Regions from separate parts of the Zea mays genome. Here region 1 is linked to region 2. Evidence: chromatin contacts called from public Hi-C data. All regions are on one chromosome and are shown on one strand. The core of a region is the stretch at or near the end of the contact, and the rest is flanking DNA. Distances in the headings are between cores, read along the strand shown. Region 1 has its middle 17 kb from the start of LOC100193776. Region 2 holds the start of LOC103652912 (probable WRKY transcription factor 24).

Region 1 (2,962 bases), core at 239-2,738, 110 kb before region 2:
CCACATGATTCTCTTAACAGCCCTAAGATGACATTCTTTATGGCCGACTTTAAATTTTGCACACATGCATACACTAAGCATAATATCTAGTCTAGATGCACAAAGATAAAACAAAGATCCTATCATAGACGAGTATACCTTTTGATATCTAGACTTACTTCACACGTCGAGGTCAAGATGTCCTTTTGAGTATAATTTTTTGGTGTACCTCTTTTATTGCCCTGAAATCCTTGAAAAGCAATTTAGACATGGTGTTTGAAAGTACTTACCTACCATTGGTTATAAGAAAGAAGTCTAAACTCTGAAGCAGAGCTGCTCCACCCAGAGTTTTGGAGCAGAGCTGCTCTGGAGTGGAGCAGTGCCATACCAAACACCCACTAAGAATAGCAAAGAGAATGGTTAAGGATAATGAAGTAAATGATTTATGGACCATGCTGTCTTTTTTCTTCTGTGCATCCATTCAGCTGAAAGGAAACAGGTTCAAACGACACAGATGAACTATCAAATTAACGCCTTACTGAGCATAATTTACAAGGAACTATATCAACTAGTGGATCACTCATGGCGAATGGAAATGGGGTGAAGCTTCAAGGAGGAAAACTTGCCTGCCTAAACATGTGCTTATCGGTATAGCTGTCAGACAGCATGTACGTACTGGTCATCCGAATCTAGTAAAGATCAGCTACTTTTACAAATTTAGATTTTATGTCAGTTGCGAAATTTCTTGAAGGCACAATGAGACAGAGACTGTTGTGAACAGTTATTTGGCAATGCATGGTGACTTGTGTAGAACGAGGGCGAAAAACGCTAGAAAAAGTTCTACGGAGAGATCATGAATGTTACCGAGCTTTGACTGCTGAGATATATTAGGAACAGTCTGTGATGCCGACACTGTCGAGCTACCGTGATCGTTGAACAGTGCTACTGAAATTTAGATTCAGGAATCCAGCGATAGGCCCCCCCTCTTGCACACATGAGTAGCAAGGATTGCAGAAGGCCTGCCCGTAGCCTGTACGCTTTGAAAGGTGGGGGTCAAGTTTCAGAATGATGGTTTGAGAGTGAATTCCTTTGTTGACATTCACACTGAATAGATTCAGAGAACCATACATTTTGTGCTTAGCACGATACTCTGCTTCAGCTTGACGCCATTCGTCTTATATGTGCAATGTTCAGAAGACGTGATGTAAATATGTAGCCACTTTCTCAAATTAATGAAGTAACCTACTGAGCGTTACTTGTGCCACGTCTTGATATGAGCAAGATAGATCCAATCTATTCTTAGATCTATTCTTCTTGCCTGACTTCTAATAACCCTAATGACCTAGCTAATGACCTCCTACCTCTCATTATATAGAGGTGGTTAACCTAACCCTAATGACCTAGCTAATGGGCTTAGGGCCCATAACAGCCCGTAACACATAGTTACCTGCACAAAAGTGCATGCATGTTCAAATCAACAGAAACTTTTCTTTGCCTTCTAGACTCCTGCTGTCGCCTTCGAGGCTCATCTTTTTCCAACCATCGTAAACCCCACGTGCGCTTATGTCCATGCATGTCACCATATCGGCAGAAATGAAGCAACCAAATTAAGAATCTTGCAAACAGGACACCTCTTCTGATCAGGGCCATTATTGCTTGCTGGTCCATTCGGCCAGGAAGGCTCCAGGAAAGATTTGGTTGAACGGGTCACTAGCTCTCCCTGCTGGATACATTGCTGATGTGTTCTTTTTTCCACATGAAAGAACCTCGCTACCTGTTGGTCTATAATTTATCGTTTTGCTTGTGCTGCTTTGCTTTGGTCTGCTCAGATCAGTACAAGTCATTAAGGTAACCTGCACCTTGTGACTTCTGAAAGAAATTACCAACGGTGGTACATGGAGCTGACCCAGCTGATGTGTCCATCCAGTTATATTATATTGGTGCCGGTTTATGTGGTCTACTTAGGAGATTTGTTCAAGTGAAAACACGATCATTCGATGATGAACATAGCACGTAAGTTCCTTTTCTATTCTGGGACTACTCTAAATTAACTAGAGTGCTAATGAACTAAACAAACCAAACTTTTAAATTACACGAGGATTGTGTGTGTGTGTGTTGGGGATTCATTTTGAATAGTATTGCTTCCTGCAAGATCTGACGACGGTTATATAGCTTCGTGCAGTTTAATGGAGTAGATCATCTACCTTGTCTTAACGATTAAGAAAATAAAAAAATGGCATGTTCTTTGGGTACCTTGAATATTAGTATTGACTTTATTCAGTTGCCAAATTGTCAAGACCGGCCTTATGGGAAACTCTGTGTTGGAAGAAACTTGAAACAAATCTCAAAGGGTAAGGACTGAACTCAGTCGAATAGCGTATGAGAAACTGCTGCCTTTTGGCTCGAAACCGCTGCTACAAACATTGATTTTTGGGGCCGCCACCAGTTTTCAGTTGGCGCGGCAGCGGTTCACTTGCCAACAATCCCCCTATAACGGCGGTAACTGCGTACTGCAAAAGTCAGCCTTGTCAACAAATGGAGCCAACCTTGTCAACAAATAGATTAACAGAGATAGCTGCTATTATTAGCCAGTGGCGGATCCGAAAATAGATGAAAAAGGGGGCTAAATTATGTATTGGAGAGACTAAACATGACCCCACAATTTGAATTAACGGAATCGTTGTGGAGAGGATGCGCGAATTACATGGACCTGTAGCCTGTTACCATGCATCAACAATTATGAAGCTTTCTTCCCATCACTATGCTAAAATTACTATAAAATAGTATACAGTAACAACTTTGTCAAGATATAAAACTAAAATTATAATAGAAAATCATCACTGTAACGCCACCTGCGTGGCGGCTGAAAACGACAAGTGGTGCCACCTCGAGTTCAACTGCGCAGACGTAAAACAAAGACCAAATAGACGTGCGTATGTTGCCCGGACTAACGGCTACTCACATAGAGTGTATGTTCACTTTA
Region 2 (3,069 bases), core at 119-2,618:
GAGAGGAAGGGAAGGCAAACTCTCCCAGCCTATACTGCCCATCTGATCTGTCTCTCTTTCCTGGTTAGCTACTAGTCTCTTCTTCTGGGACCTAGCTAGCTAGAACATGGATCTCTCTCGCTTAGAGCAAGTATATTAATTAAGAGGTCGTAAACAGGCTAAATGCTAAGGGCTTGTTCATTTCACCATTAATTCATGTAGATTGGATGATATTGAATCGGTTTAAATCCATAACAAGTCAAAATCCATCCAACTGGAATAACAGAACAAGCCCTAAAGTGGATAAGTGAGAATAGAAATAGAACAAGCCCTAAAGTGGATAAGTGAGAATAGAAATGGACTGTAAGTTTATTACAGCCGACTTAGACGCAAGAACCAAAAAAAAAATTATTGTGAGAGAGATAAGTAGATCATGCATTAATAATGAAGAGGTAACTAATATATGGATGGACTAAAGGCTTGTTGGATTACATGGGCTAAAATTTAGCAGGGTGTGCTAAAGCTTAGCCCTATCAAATGGAAAGATAAAATGTTAATAGGTGCTAAAGTTTAGCACTCCATTTTTATCACCTTTTAGCACTCTTCTTTGGATCTCCAAGTGCTAAAATTTAATCAAAATTATAGTACTAAAGTTTAGCACTATGGATCCAAACATACCCTAAGATGTTGGCTACAAAAATCTTTACATACAGCACAAGACGATATTATTAAACTTGCTCTTACACATATAGGGACGACAATTTAACTCGTAAACCCGAAAACCAACAGGTACCCGACATGATGGGTGAGGATACGGACAAAGATTTTGACCCACGGGTGCAACCCGTACCCGACCCGAAGTTGTACGGGTGTGGGTGCGAGTTTCTATTTCAACCCACGGGTGACCCATACGGCCGTACCCTACCCGAAATTTGGTTAATTCTTTATTTTGTGCAAAAATAATTAAGTTACAATAGTAATTATGTTGATTAAGTAACTGGCTAATAATTCATTATATGTTTTGTTGTTGCTCAACGTGAGAAGGCTTAAAATTCATAGATATAACTCAATTATTGCTGGTACTTAATTGTTTATAGCTGAATTGTTGTTCAAAAGTATACACCGAGTAAAACCTCACGGTTGTCCCGAAATCCGACGAGTTCGATGCGGGTTTGGAATTGCCCCACATGTGTAATCGCAGACGGGTTCAGGTAAACTTCACGGGTGGGATTGTGGGCAGGTATTTTCTTCACCCGGCCCATTGCCATCCCTATACACACAAGTCGCTCTCTCATGACGCATGCGTCTGATTTGTGTGGAATGTGTAGCACAGGATCGGAAGCCGCCATTACTAGTCTACGGGCCGGTCAAAGTGAAGGATTTGAGCCAGAAATAAAGTATGGCAGCACGTTAGCATTACCATTATACTAATTAACCCCTCTATATAACCCTGGTTGTAACTTGTAAAACTCTTTCAGCCTCCCCTCCCTCACAAGCTCTCCAGATTCCGCTCCCGGCCGCGCAACTAGCCAGCAGAGCGGCTCTGAGCCATGGAGAATTATCACATGCTCTTCGGACGGCCGTCCACGCAGCCGTCCTCTGCCGCCACCTCCAACTCCTACAACTTCATGCTGCCCACTGCCGGCAGCACCAGCGGCGGCGGCGGCGGCCTGCGCGATCACGATAGAGGCGGCGGCCAGCACAGCGGGCATGCCGGCGGCGTACCGTCGTCCTCTTCCTTCTTCGCGGAGCCGTCCAACACCTCCTCCAAGGACAGTGGCGCAGCAGCTAGCAGCCCTCCTCCAGCCGCAGGTATCGGCCGCGGGGAAGAACCCGCGGCGGGGACGCCACCAGCAGCAGCCGAGGTGGACGGCAGGCTGCAGGCGGGCAAGAGGAAGGGGGAGAAGAAGGAGCGCCGGCCTCGGTTCGCCTTCCAGACGCGCAGCCAGGTCGACATCCTCGACGACGGCTACCGGTGGCGGAAGTACGGCCAGAAGGCCGTCAAGAACAACAAGTTCCCAAGGTTCGTATACGGCCGTGCGCAATTCAGTACAGTCAAAATGTTTTTTCATGCATGGTTTTCAACGACGACTGCTATACTATGCTCGCCGATCCATTTCTGTGGCCGATCATATCGATCGATCGGCCTGCGGTTTTCATTTTTCCGATGCTAGCTGCTTGGGGATTATATTTATTATTTCGATTATTACTGGTCTAATCCGGTGCATGATTCGTTGTTGGTGTCATTAGTAGGGGTTCGGCCGCAGAAAGTAGGTGAGGTGATGGGACGGAGTCCCAGTGAATCTTCCAAGCTCTGCTAGTGGTTGCTTTGCCTGCACATAGGATAAGGACACATCTCCTCCCATCTTCATCTTCATCTTCTAGATGAAAACAACTCCTGGTTTCACATGTTTTCGCTGGGTGTGGGCGTCGATCATTCAATAAATAAATAGGGTCCGATGGCGATCGATTTTGACCGGGAGTTATTTCGTCCACCCACCGGTTTATTAACCGCAGCATATATTCTATTAATCTTTTGCTCTTTGGATATTTATCGATATTGCTTCTTCGTCAGCTGTAGGCTGTAGCTCGAGCTGATTCCTCCGTCGCTGTCTTTACATGCCTCGGAGAATACAAGTGGTTTTTTTCTCTCTCCATTTGACGGTCATAAAGTTCACAGTTTGAGCATGGCTGGAGGTGCTTCAACATTTTAAACACTTCAAAAAAAATTAGACTCAGTGAACTCCATGTAGAAAAAAAACAGCTAACAATACCGAGTAAAGAGAAATGGCCAAGAGTTTATTCATGCGGCCCTTAACAGATGGGATGCATGCTACTAACTGAGAGAACGACCATATTTACAGTTACCTCATGAACAAAATTTGATGTATGCGCATATAGTATTACACTTCTAAAATTGTTATTCATCACTTCTATTGGCTGTGGATTGAACATAGATAAGATTAAAACTGGCCATGCATTTAATGCAACTATGGAGACATGCATTTAGCATTTTTCACTGGTAAGACATAAGCCTGCTGTATTATGCCAAAGTAGCAATAATGATACGTCGTGGTATGAATTTGGGGG

What was found. Hi-C and Micro-C count contacts between places; a contact is called where the count stands out from the background.
Region 1: a Hi-C map of bundle sheath shows a contact between it and region 2, with 2.3 times the contacts expected there. The contact joins the enhancer-like site here to the promoter of LOC103652912 in region 2. A contact is called at or near these places in 7 of 25 Hi-C or Micro-C datasets (bundle sheath, ear, endosperm and 2 more).

Annotation. Positions count from the first base shown.
Region 1 is chr4:19,671,752-19,674,713 of Zm-B73-REFERENCE-NAM-5.0, reverse strand. No RefSeq gene overlaps it. Among protein-coding and RNA genes, the nearest start is that of LOC100193776, 17 kb to the left of the region's middle. Within about 2 kb of position 1,488, at least 5 of the 20 cell types and tissues checked have an H3K27ac peak or open chromatin away from gene starts, as enhancers often do. A contact at or near this core is called in bundle sheath, where this site is marked.
Region 2 is chr4:19,557,532-19,560,600 of Zm-B73-REFERENCE-NAM-5.0, reverse strand. LOC103652912 (probable WRKY transcription factor 24) reads left to right here and starts at 1,368. Exons shown (of 2, transcript XM_008679904.4): 1 at 1,368-2,002. The coding sequence starts at 1,530.